2 separate regions of the Sus scrofa genome follow, and region 2 is linked to region 1. The links are chromatin contacts, called in public promoter capture Hi-C maps. All regions are on one chromosome and are shown on one strand. Each heading gives the region's core, a stretch centred on a gene start, on an enhancer-like site or on the middle of the called end of the contact. The rest is flanking DNA. Distances are from core to core; before and after follow the strand shown. Region 1 holds the start of LOC100516628 (UDP-glucuronosyltransferase 2B18-like). Region 2 holds the start of LOC100624700 (UDP-glucuronosyltransferase 2C1-like).

Region 1 (6,067 bases), core at 2,921-5,420:
TCCATCAGTCTCTTATTTACCCCAAGTTTCTTTCACTTTTCATGCCTTTGGACCATTTGTTTAGTCATGTATTCTCACAGACCCACACACCTACCCCATTCCCTGTCCAGCCATCTGCTTTGTTTGCCACCTGATACCCTGTTCTCCTTCACCTTACTTCACCTTGTGTGCTTATGCTGTCACATTTAAGAGCTCAGTTCCTAGGACCTGTGATTCCTGGCTAATTTTTAATCTTAATAACTTTGGTCTTTGGATTATTTATTTTAGCAGCTTCGGCCTTTGGATAATTTGTTGAGCCTTCTCTTCCAGATAGACACAGTCATCCTCTCACTTCATTTACCACCCAGATTTCTGCTTCAATTGTTCGCCCTTCAATGCCCTATGTTTTGTCCCATTTCTTGCATGCCTCTGCTGTGGAATCTCATTTAAGATCTTATCCTTGAAGACCTGTAATTCTCAATTAATTTTAGCAGATTTGTTCCTGAGACTTTGATCTTGGTTCCTGATATTCTCTAAGCCATTGCCTCCTATGACCTCTTATAATATATATGTAATCAAAATTTGTCTTTATAACTCAGATATTTATTTCCTCTGTAATCTTAACATAACCATATAAACCTTCTCAGACAGAGTAAACTATGAATTTCTGCCAAGGATGGTGAAGTTCAATTTCAAAGTGATATTTTTATTAGGTTGCTAAAATTTTTATGATAGTGCCCAAACGAAAAGATACTTTAAATATGTAAGTAAATGGTGATAAGGGAACATATCTCTTGAAAAGAAAATATTAGTTAGCTGAGTGTTATATGCTGAATGTCGAAAGTGTCTATTGTAAAAAGACTATCCAGATCAAAAAACAAACAACAAACAAACAAAAATACTTGGGTTTTCTACATTGCAGCATTCTTTTTGCTTAGCACTATATTTCCCTAAGTTATACATGGATTTTTGAAGTTAGGGTCTCACACATTTTTTTCAGTTAATACAATACACAGAGTGGTTAGGTCCAGGGGCAAGTCTGCTGTGCTGCTGTGTTTTAATCTCAGCTCTATCACTCCTTTTCCAGGAGAACTTGGGTAGGTTACCTGAGTTTTTAAATTAATTAATTAATTAATTAATTTTTTGCTTTTTAGAGCCTTACCTGCAGCATATGGAGGTTCCCAGGCTAGGGGTCAAATCGGAAATGTAACCACTGGCCTATGCCACAGCCCCGCCAGATATGAGCCACATCTGCAACCTACCTCACAGCTCACAGCAATGCCAGTTCCTTAACCCACTGAGCAAGGCCAGGGATTGAACCCGCAACCTGATGCTTACTAGTAGGATTTATTTCTGCTGCACCATGATGGGAACTCCCAGTTACTAAACTTTTTTTTACTTCAGTTTCTATATCTATAAAATGCGGAGAATAATAGTAGCTATGAAGAGAATTTCTGTGTGTTATCTTCGATGAGTTATCAAATATAAAGGACTTAGAAGATTTCCTGGAAGAGAGTAAATCCTCAATAAATGTTTATTCATTTCCTTCTGCCCTCTGCAAACAAGAAACATAGAAGAAGTGCAATAAATATTCGTCGTTGAATGAGTATGCTCACAGAATCAAGATTAGCAATCATCCAGGTATGAAAAATATCCTGGACCCTCACATTTTGCTTCATTTTTCAAACCAGATGTTGTAGAATCATAAAACAGACATTGATACATCTAATTTTTTTTTTTTTTTTTTTTTTTGTCTTTTGTCCTTTTAGGGTCGCAACTGTGGCATATAGAGGTTACCAGGCTAGGGGGGGAATCAGAGCTAGAGCTGCTGGCCTATAGCACAGCCACAGCAATGCCAGATCTGAGCCACGTCTGCAACTACACCACAGGTCACGGCAATGCCAGATCCTTAACCCACTGAGTGAGGCCAGGGATCAAACCTGCAACCTCATGGTTCCTAGTCAGATTCATTTCTGCTGCACCACGATGGGAATTCTGATACATCTAATATTAATCCTCAGTGTTTCAAGATTACTTAGCAGATGCCTTTTCATCCACTGAGAAGGAAAGAATAATACTAGATAATTTCTAGAGACAACTCATCCATAACTAAGCAATTTTCCTTCTTAATAGAAATATTAGATGATGGAGATGTTAGATATATTAGAATAATAGAAAAACCAAATGAAGGAGAGAGATAGCAGCAGCTGATTCGGAAAGTGAAAAGAATGAAGCCTCAGCTATGAGCGCATAAGAATGTTTAATTTTAAAGACAAATAAAGTTTATACACAAAGTGTCATCATTCTTTACATAGTCTTTTTTTTTTTTTTTTAACTAGACCCAGGTTTAAAAAATAGATTTCCTCATGACTGATCTTCACTTGATTTTTATCAATGTATTTAAAGAAGTTTCTTATCTAGTGTCTTAAATGGCTACATGCCCTTTGTAACTCCACCCATTGAGAAGCGGAGGCTACGTCTTCACCCTTTGAATCTGGGTTTGCCTCATGACTTCTTTTACCAAGAGAAGGTGGCAGAAATGATACTGTGTGACTTCCAAATCTAGGCCTAAAACATTCCTATAAGGTGTTCTAGAATTCTGCTATCACCTGTAAAAGTCCAAACTCGGAGTTCCCGTCGTGGTGCAGTAGTTAACGAATCCAACTAGGAACCATGAGGCTGTGGGTTCGGTCCCTGCCCTTGCTCAGTGGGTTAACGATCCGGCGTTGCCTTGAGCTGTGGTGTAGGTTGCAGAGGCGGCTTGGATCCCGCGTTGCTGTGGCTCTGGCGTAGGCTGGCGGCTACAGCTCCGATTGGACCCCTAGACTGGGAACCTCCATATGCCGTGGCAGCGGCCCAAAGAAATAGAAAAAAGACCAAAAAAAAAAAAAAAAATCCAAACTCTTTGGAGATATCACATGGAGGAGATAATTAAAATGTCCTGACAGTCTGTCAAAACCTAGCCATGTGAGCAACACTTTCTGGACTCTTCTACCCCAGCCAAGCTGATAGCTAACTCTAGCCTAATGAATAAGCCCGGGTAAGCCCCAGGGAAGAACATTTCCCTGAGCCCAGTCCAAATCACTGCCTCACAGGATCATGAGCAGATAATATGGCTGCTGTTTTAACCCCTAAGGTTTAGGATGGTTGATATTACAGCTATAAATAACAGAGTGCATATGTTCCTTTTAAAATAAACAAGCCCTAAGAATACTCCCATATTGGGTAGTTATTAAATGGAGCAGCATCTCCAGTGTCACAGAGTGCTGGATTACTCTGCATACCCTCTTGAATAGTTGATAAATTTTGACACTACACAAAATAAAATATAAGTTATTTCAAAGTATATATAATATATTAACTTCAACACACACAAAGAAATGTTTCTTTCCATCTACTGGAGGAAAAATGTTATAAATAAACCAGACTTACCTAATACTTCACTGTAAAATTTATCCCACTTTTTCTTGTTGAAAGTCTCAAATGCGTAGTCAAAATATAGGTAATACAACATGTTTGTCACCCTCTCCATAAATGTCATTTTGTCACTAAGTTCTGATATGATAACAGGTACATAGGAAGGAGGTAATATAAGCCCTCCACAGAGTTTTTCATATGTTTTGCCAGTGGTAAATCGAAGACTGTAGACCAAAGGTAGGTTAAGTAGTTCAGACAGCAACTCAGCACAGGGAGAAATGGCATCTCCAAGAACAACGTCATATCTTGATCCTTGCAGTTTCTTCATAAGTTTCTGGTTCAAAACTACATCCTCACAAAGCTTTTGAACAGTATCAGAATATTCGTGGTATATTTTTTGCATCTTTGAATCATATGCCCATAATGTACTCTTTGGTAAATCATATGTCCATGTCTTGACCCATTTCATAAAGTGCATATCAAGCTCCTTCTTAGTAAATGATGTAGGATAAACCTCAAATTTGAAGGCAGATGGTTCATTGGGATCTACAAGGATGGAAGCTGAAGATGCTAGCACGGTTACTTCATGGCCCCTCTGAGCAAGTTCATTCAATATTGTCTTTAAATTGATCCAGTGGCTGTATTCCATGGGCCAAACCAGCAGGTGTCCACCGGAGGCACAACTGAAATAAAAAAAAAGCAAAAGAAGGGAATCCCTTGTCTTAGACATTTTGGTAAAATCTAAACCTTCTTCACAAACTTTCTGAAATTTAAATGTAGTTCTCAGTTACATCAATGAAAGAATCAATTTAGTAGTTAAATTATAACTGGTACACAGCAAAGTCCCAATGACTATTCAGCTAAATATTAAGACTTTGTTTCTGAGACCATGCCTTAGTAATCTCTCTGCAAGCTAATCTCCAGGTCAAAGGTTTTGGAAAGCAAATAAGAGGTAGGTGATATAGGTACAGTAAATCCCAGTATCATTTTAAAGCTAGTGCTCCAGGCTAAGAGGAAATTACCTTGCATATAGGGAGTTTCCAGATAAGAAATAGCATGGGGTCAACACAAGTATATTCTGATTTATTGGAACCTGTCCAAGCATTTCTTTTTCTATATTTTCACACTTGTTTTATTAGTTCCATTTTGTTTGCCATGGCTTTGTTCTTTTGACAATAGATATTCCTTTGTTTTTTTCCCCTTTTATCCAAACATAGACATCCTTTGAATATAACTTTAGTTACTTTTCTTTATTTGAGAATATTGCCTCAGAATTGTGATTTTTCTTTTCTGAACATTTGCAACATTTCTTCTATTACTGTCACTTCTTCATTACCTCTTCAGTACTTACTCTTAGAAAGTATTTATCCTCTAAGTACCTACTTCTGAACTTAGTTTTGTATACTGCCTTTATAATCCAGGGAAGTTATATTTTTAAAAAACCTTTTGAGGAACTCCGAACGAATTGGAAGTAGGAAGGGAATATATATGTCCTGAGATAGATTTGTTTATATACTATCAATAATATGCTGACTCGAAAGGAGAATCTTTCTTAGAAAGGATTTGCTTATAGATTCTAAGCAAAACTGTATTAGCGGAGTTGCAATATCCTTTGATTTTGGTAATGCCCTTTGATGGATGTTTTGATGTGTTACTCTTATTCTCCTTTTGGGAATATAGAAATTATTTCCCAGTTGATGAGGAAATTATCAGCTGACACCCCTTATAACCATATTTCTTTGAAAATTGTCTCTGCTAAAGAGCAATCCAGTCAAAAGTCAGGTCTCTTTCCTGGGGCAACCCAAATCCAGTGCCTGGTGTCCTCATTTTAATTTGGGCCAACTCCCAATGGGTTGCTCGAAACCTGTGATGAATATGCATTATGTTTAAATTTTTTCCAGTGTCCAATCTTGCTTCCTACTCTCTTTGTTGTAAAGTTTGTTTCCAAGAGTGTGTCTTAATAATTTCTCTGCAAGCTAATTCGTAGCTCAGAATCTGCATCTTGGGGGCACCCAACATTTGATAATTATGCTCTCAAAGGGAGAGTGGGCAGACAGGTGAGTAGCTGCCCTGAGGTTTATTTTTGCAGGCTGGTTATGTGGGGGCACACCTTGGGGAAAGAGGGCTTTGGGGTTTGCATTGCCTGATTTTCACCAGCTCAACCTTCCTGAGTGTAGGAGGGATTAGATATCTTCATCAGCCACTATTCCGCTCACCAGTTTATCTGCTGGGCCCCAAACATTCACGTTCATCATATATGCAAAAGACATTCATCTCATCCAAAGGTTACTAAATGTCTCAGCACAATACAACATGATCTCAAAATCCCAAATGTCATTATTCATATTATCTCAATCAGGTGTGGGAGAGGCTCTGGATATAACCAATTAAGGAACAAGATTCCTCTCCTGTGAAACTAAACAGCAACATGTTTGCTCCCATAATATAATTGTGACATGTCCATCTTAACACTTATAGACACTGTGGCTTAAAGCAGAATGCAATGGGGGAAAAGGCTGACTCCTACTGTGTTCTCTGGTTTAGTTGATTCATACCCTCAATCTCTCCAAATAGTTTTTTGTGTGAATGAATACTTTGATCTTTTGATTTTTTCTGAGGTATTAGCAAAAGATTCTATAACCAAACCCTTACCTTTTTCTCCAGGGCATTT
Region 2 (6,249 bases), core at 3,605-6,104, 250 kb after region 1:
TAGTTTAAAATATTTTTTGAACCAGACACCATCTTACTTTTTTCTTCTCAGTTATTAAAACACATTAATTACATAGTTGAATTAGTAATTGAATATGTATTTTTTAATTTTGAAAAACATACTTGGAATACATTATATAGTGAAGTCTAAATTGGTTCCAAATGTCAATCTCTATCTAAAAGCATTTTAAAACTTAGGAGAGTAAAAGAAATATTTTTCTTCTACTTATCAGGCAGAGACTTCTCAGATTATTGATATAACCCCCAAAGGAATACTCTAAAGTACAAAGAGTAAGGAAAGAATCAGCGACAGAATTACATCTTTTCCCTAATGCTTCACTACAAAAGAGCTTTCAAAACTGAGTATGAAACTACTGGACCCAGGAATAAGCAAACAACTTAGATACAGTGGTAGATCAGACATTGCTTGATCCATGACTCAGAAAATGTCACGAGGATGAGATTTCAGACCTTTTTTTAGTTTCCATTTTTTAAGGGTCAAGTCCAGAGAAATAACCATCTGTTTCTGTCACAAACTGCCCAGAAAAAGGTCTCAATGGAACATGTCAATCTTGATTAGGTCATACGCCTTTTTGAACATCTATCCCTGGGCAGCATCCTTCATTAGAAACACTCATATTGTTTGTGAGTTGGTGAAAAAATATTTTCTCAGAGGAAATTTAGAACAGGTACTCCCCACTAAAGGGAAAAGGAAACAACTATAAAATAAGAGATCACAACTATAAAGGACATTTTTAACTTTTAAGGACTATTTTTTTTTAGCAATAATATGTTATTAGAGATACTTTTGTCAAAAGCAGTAACAAAGAAAACAATTTCAAACTTTATCTGGAACTGAAAAAGACCCCAGATAGCCAAAGCAATCCTGAGAAATAAGACCAACACACAGGCACTGCACTTTCTGATTTCAAGCAATTTTATAAAGCTATAATAATCAAAACCATGTCGTACAGGCATTAAAACAGATACATGGACCAATGGAACAAAATCAAGAGCCCAGAAATAAACCCATGCATATATGGTCAACTAATATTTCACAAGGAAGCCAAGAATACTCAATGGAGAAAGACAGTTTTTTAAATAATTCTTGCTGAACAAAATAGACATTTACCTGCAAAAGAACAAAACTAGACCCCAATCTTACTATACTACAAAAACTATCTGGAAATAGATTAAAGACTTCAATCCAAGACCTGAAACCATAAAATTCCTAGAAGGATATATGGAAAATAATTTTCCTGACATGGGGTCTTGGAAATGATTTTTTTTTTTAATATGACACCAAGATCATAAGCAACAAAATTTAAATAAACAATTGAGACTATTTAAAACTGAAAAACTTATGTACAGCAAAGAAATGATCAACAAAGGGAGAAGGCAACCTATGAAATGAAAGAAAATACTTTCAAACTGTATGTTAAACATAGGGTTACCATCCAAAATGTCTAAGGAACTCATAGAATTCAGCACAAAAAAAACCCTAGAGAATTCAATGAAAAAAATGAGCAAAGGACCTCAACAGACATTTTTCCAAAGATATTCAAATAGCCAACAAGTACATGAAAAGGTGCTCACTAGTACTAGACAGCAGGAAAATGCAAATTAAAACCAAAAGAATTATCAACTCATACCTGTTAGTATAGCTATCATCAAAAGATAAGAGTTAACGAATGCTAGTGAGGGTGTGGAGAAAAGGGAATTCTTGTGCACTGTTGATGGGAATGTAAACTGGGGCAAAACTATGGAAAACAGTACGGAGTTTCCTCAAAAAACATAAATTACTATGGCACACATATATTCACTGCAACACTGCAGCATAATTTCGGTAGCCAAAATATGGAAACAATCTAAATGTTTTTCACGCTGAATGAATAGAGAAATTATGGTTATATATATGATAGAATATTATGCCATCATAAGAAAAGGGGACAACGCATCCATCATTTGCCTCAACATGGATGGAACTTGAGGAAATCATGTGAAATGAAGTAAGTCAGATAAAGACAAATACTGTTTGATATCACTTAAATGTGGAATCTAAAAATAAAACAAGAAAAAAGAAAATGAACTTTGAAAACATAGAACACAATGGTGGTTGCTGGATGCCAGGGTTAGAAGGTGGGCACCATAGGTAGGTGAAGGTGGTGAAAACCTACAAACTTAGAGTTCTAAATTAAGTCCTGGGGATGTAATATACACCATGGTGACTAGTTAGTAACACTGTATTGTATGTGTAAAATGTGCTAAAACAGTAGATCTTAGAAGTTCTCATCTCAAAAATAAAAAAAAAAAAATTGTAACTATGTGTAGCGATGAGTGTTAACTGGAGTTCTTGTTTGTTCATTTCACAGTATGTACAAATACACAATCATTATGTTGTATACCTGAGATAAAATGATTTTAAGATAGGACAAGGAAAATTCAACATAAAATTTTTTCGGCCATTTCAGCCACCACCCGACTCCACCTTAGTGTACACTGCATATCTGAATTATATATTAACTAGATTCTCTCAGAATACACAAGGATGCCTACTTGCAAAAAAAATAAATAAAATAAAATAAAATTTCCTCCTGGTGCCACCAAGATAACTCCTTACAAGATGATATTCCTTCCTTAAATCCTTAAGGAGTCACCATGACCCACTATTCACCTTGCTGGCATATGTAAACTCACTATTATTCTGATATATAGTCTTTTGTCTCAAAAACTTATACAACTGTGCTTTGACTTCTAATGGGCAGAACACTCCTCAGAGATTTCTGAAAGACTGTCTCATGGGTTATAATCCTAAAACTGGCTAGATTAATATTGATTAATTTTCATTGACACCTGAAACTCATACAATGTTAAATGTTAATTATATCTTAAAATAATCTAACTGAATAATGTAAGCAGGTATTGCTTCTTCAAGATAACTCCTTTTTAGGCAAAAGCATCCTTAACAGAATTACATTAACATTTTTAAATTAAAAAAATCAATTATGCAAAAGAAGAAAAGAAAGGATAAATGGACTCCTGAAAGAGAAATATCTTCGTGCTCACTCATTGACTCTAACACATTTATGAGCAGAACAACATGAAGAAAACAGTACGTTTAAAAGTCTACACACATGGTCCTTTAGAAAAACATCTTCCTTTTATCCCCTTTGGAAGAGAAACCAAAACACATTTATTGATTTTTTAGTTTCATGCTCATGACATGCCAAGCCTGGGAACCAGCCAATCAAGCCTTAATAGGATCCAAACAGGAAGCTTGAGAAACAGCAGGTTAATCAGAAAGAAGCAAGCTGTATAAAAGGAAAAGTAAACAAGAGGGAAGTAGTCCAAAGTTATGGAAATTAAGCACACTGTCAGATTTGAGTTTTCCAGATACTCTGAAAAAAAAAAATTAGTAGCATCAAACAGGATTTATATGTAGAGAATAATCTTTCTTTGATATATGGTCACTACTCAATCATATAAAATGAAAAAATTATTTTTTTCATTCAAAACATTTTAGCAAAAGGAGCATGGGTCCTCATTTAAAATTACCTTCTATAAGTTTTCATACGGTCAGATAAGTATTTACATTTTACATACGAAATAAGAATCATTATTACATGCAACTTCTCTTACCTAAAACCTTGCTGTAATACTCATCCCATTCTGGAAATAGATAATATAAATACATTACATCGCTCATTGTATACAATAACCAATTCTTCAGCCTCTGCATAAAAGTCATCTTATCTGTCAGCCTTGATGCGCTGCTAGGAACATAGGAAGAAGGCATAGGAAGTCCAGCACACAATCTCTCCATTGTATTACCATAGGAAGCTCGAAAAGAGTAAACAAATGGAATATTGAGGAGCTGAGCCACCAACTCCCCACAAAAGCTTAAAGGGTCTGCAATACAGACATCAAACTTAGCTGCCTGTAGCCTGCTGAGTAACTCCTTGTTTGTGACAGCGCTGTCACATACTCTTTTGGCTGTTATGAAAAATCTCTTTACCATTTTTGTCAGTGCTACTTGCTGGTCCCACCATGAGAGTTTCGGCAGTTCAAAAGAAGCTGTATAGAGCTCCGTATCCAGCTCTTTCATGAGAGTTTCCTGAGTTACCGGAAGTTGAAGGACCTCCACTTTAAAGGGGATTTTGGTATGATCAAGCAGAAGGCTTGGTGAAGGTACCAGGACGGTCAGCTCGTGCCCACGAAGATGGAGTTCTTCCAAAATAACTTTTAAATTAATCCAGTGACTAAAATCTGCCGGCCATACAAGTACTTTTCCAGTCCTTCCAGGGTCAAAGAAACACAGATGCAGGATGAAAAAGACACAGACGCCTTTCACTGTCTTCATGATAATCTCTTGCTCAAACTAATCCTGGGCTTTAGCCAAGTGCAAGAAACTCACAATCGAAAATCTCTTCCTTGACTCTCCCAATCAATGCACAGTAGGTTGGGACGACTTTGATGTGTGTACTTTGTATTAAAGATTAAAATGAGGTGCGAAGGGCGGCTCCGAGGCTCGCGGCCGCACCCTGCTCCTGACCTGGCTCCTGCGCTCCCACCGTATCCCAGGCGTGCAGTGGATCCGGAAGCATCACACCGGCGGCCACGGACTCTGTCCGCCCAGGCGAAGCGCAACATGGCCCACCGCCTGGAGACCATAGCTGAGAAGCTGCTGAGCCGATCCTTCCTCACGGAACGCGACCGCCTTCCAGGTTCTCAGGTGGGTGCAAGTGGCGCGGCTCCCCGCCCTCAGGCGGATGGAGGACCCCAACGTCACCCGGAAGTGGTCCTGACGCCGCACCCTGTCGGAGGACCCGGCAGCGCGTCCCCGCCCCTAAGTTTCATCTCCCGCGTTTCTTTTCCCTCGGCTCCGCCTCTTGTGCTTCAATGCGAGGTTCCGGGGGGGGCTTCATCGTGCAGCATTTCTTTGCTTACCTCCTGTCAGCAGTAACTGCCTAAATTAGATGAAATAGTGAGCTTTTTCAGTGAAACATACTCCTAAATCAGCATTTCTTGTGTAATTTGATATTAAAGGTGGACAATTAAATAAAAAAAAATTAAAATGAAATGTAACTACTCGGATTAAAAAAAGGTGAAAAAAGTCAATAAAATAGCAAACAACCTCCCAGAATGAGAGTTTCCAAAGATCTTTTAGAAAATATCAAAAGAAAGGGGCTTAAAGTTAAATGCAAATCCGTAATAATTTTAAAATTATGTTAAAATATGCTATCATGTGATGCATTTCAATTGAGTAGATTTTTGAATTTTTTCCCTCTGGTTTTATTTGAATGTTCATTTGAACAGAATAGTCTCTAATATTTCTCATTCATAATTCTGCTAGATACTCTGGTTAAGAGGCCATCACTGACAGAAGAAAATATATTCAGTTTAAGAGTGAGATAATTCAAATTCAGTTTAAGGCAGTGAGATTTGAATATAAATATCTTGATGCTAAGTAAAGTGCCCTTTTAGCTAAGTCACATCTATCTTTAAGAAAAAGAGAAAATATATATTTTTACTCTTACCACAGTTGAGTTTGAGTTGAGTTTCTAGGTCAAATTAAGGTTATTTTGTTTTAGAAATGTCTTAGAATGGAGAGGGTAAGTCATGAAGATATCTTGACGATCTTGGCCTTCCTTCCAGCAATATCCACTTCTCTTTCCTTGTTATAAAAAATACCCACTTCTGTTTACTTGTTCTAAGATATTTCATAAAATATAAAATTCCTTTCTTGTTGTTGTTGCCTAGCTCTCCACATGTGGATGCCTTGACTCCATGTGGATGGAAATGGAGTCAAAAATATTTAGGACAACAACTTCATCTATAATATTTTTGCTTAAAAAGTTTTTTTCCCTCAAGCAATTATCAATAGGAGGAACAATAGGAGTTAATGGTGATAATAATATTATCATAAGAATAATGGCTAATAATAAAATATAATGCTTTATTATTCAACAATTTACTAAATCTATAAATTCTACTCCCAAATTGTAAATCAATCTTCCTTTGCAATCTTAACTAGGGGTCAAATGTCAAATTGGAGCTATAGCTATAGCTACCAGCCTTCACCACTGCCACAGCAATGTGGGATCCTAGCTGAGATTGCAACCTACATCACAGGTCATGGCAATGCTGTGTCCTTAACCCACTGAGCAAGGCCAAACCTTCATTCTCATGGATACGAGGTTCATTATCACTGAGGCAAAATGGGACCTCCTAACTCTAGTCATTTTCATAT

What was found. Promoter capture Hi-C pulls out the DNA fragments that hold promoters and counts their contacts.
Region 2: a promoter capture Hi-C map of liver shows a contact between it and region 1, with 8 times the contacts expected there. The contact joins the promoter of LOC100624700 here to the promoter of LOC100516628 in region 1. A contact is called at or near these places in 1 of 5 promoter capture datasets (liver) and 2 of 47 Hi-C or Micro-C datasets (epiblast stem cells and liver).

The regions. Positions count from the first base shown.
Region 1 is chr8:66,391,152-66,397,218 of Sscrofa11.1, forward strand. It overlaps LOC100516628 (UDP-glucuronosyltransferase 2B18-like), which reads right to left and starts at 4,171. Exons shown (of 6, transcript XM_003129071.4): 1 at 3,412-4,171. The coding sequence starts at 4,126.
Region 2 is chr8:66,635,783-66,642,031 of Sscrofa11.1, forward strand. LOC100624700 (UDP-glucuronosyltransferase 2C1-like) reads right to left here and starts at 4,855. Exons shown (of 6, transcript XM_003356957.4): 1 at 3,639-4,855. The coding sequence starts at 4,359.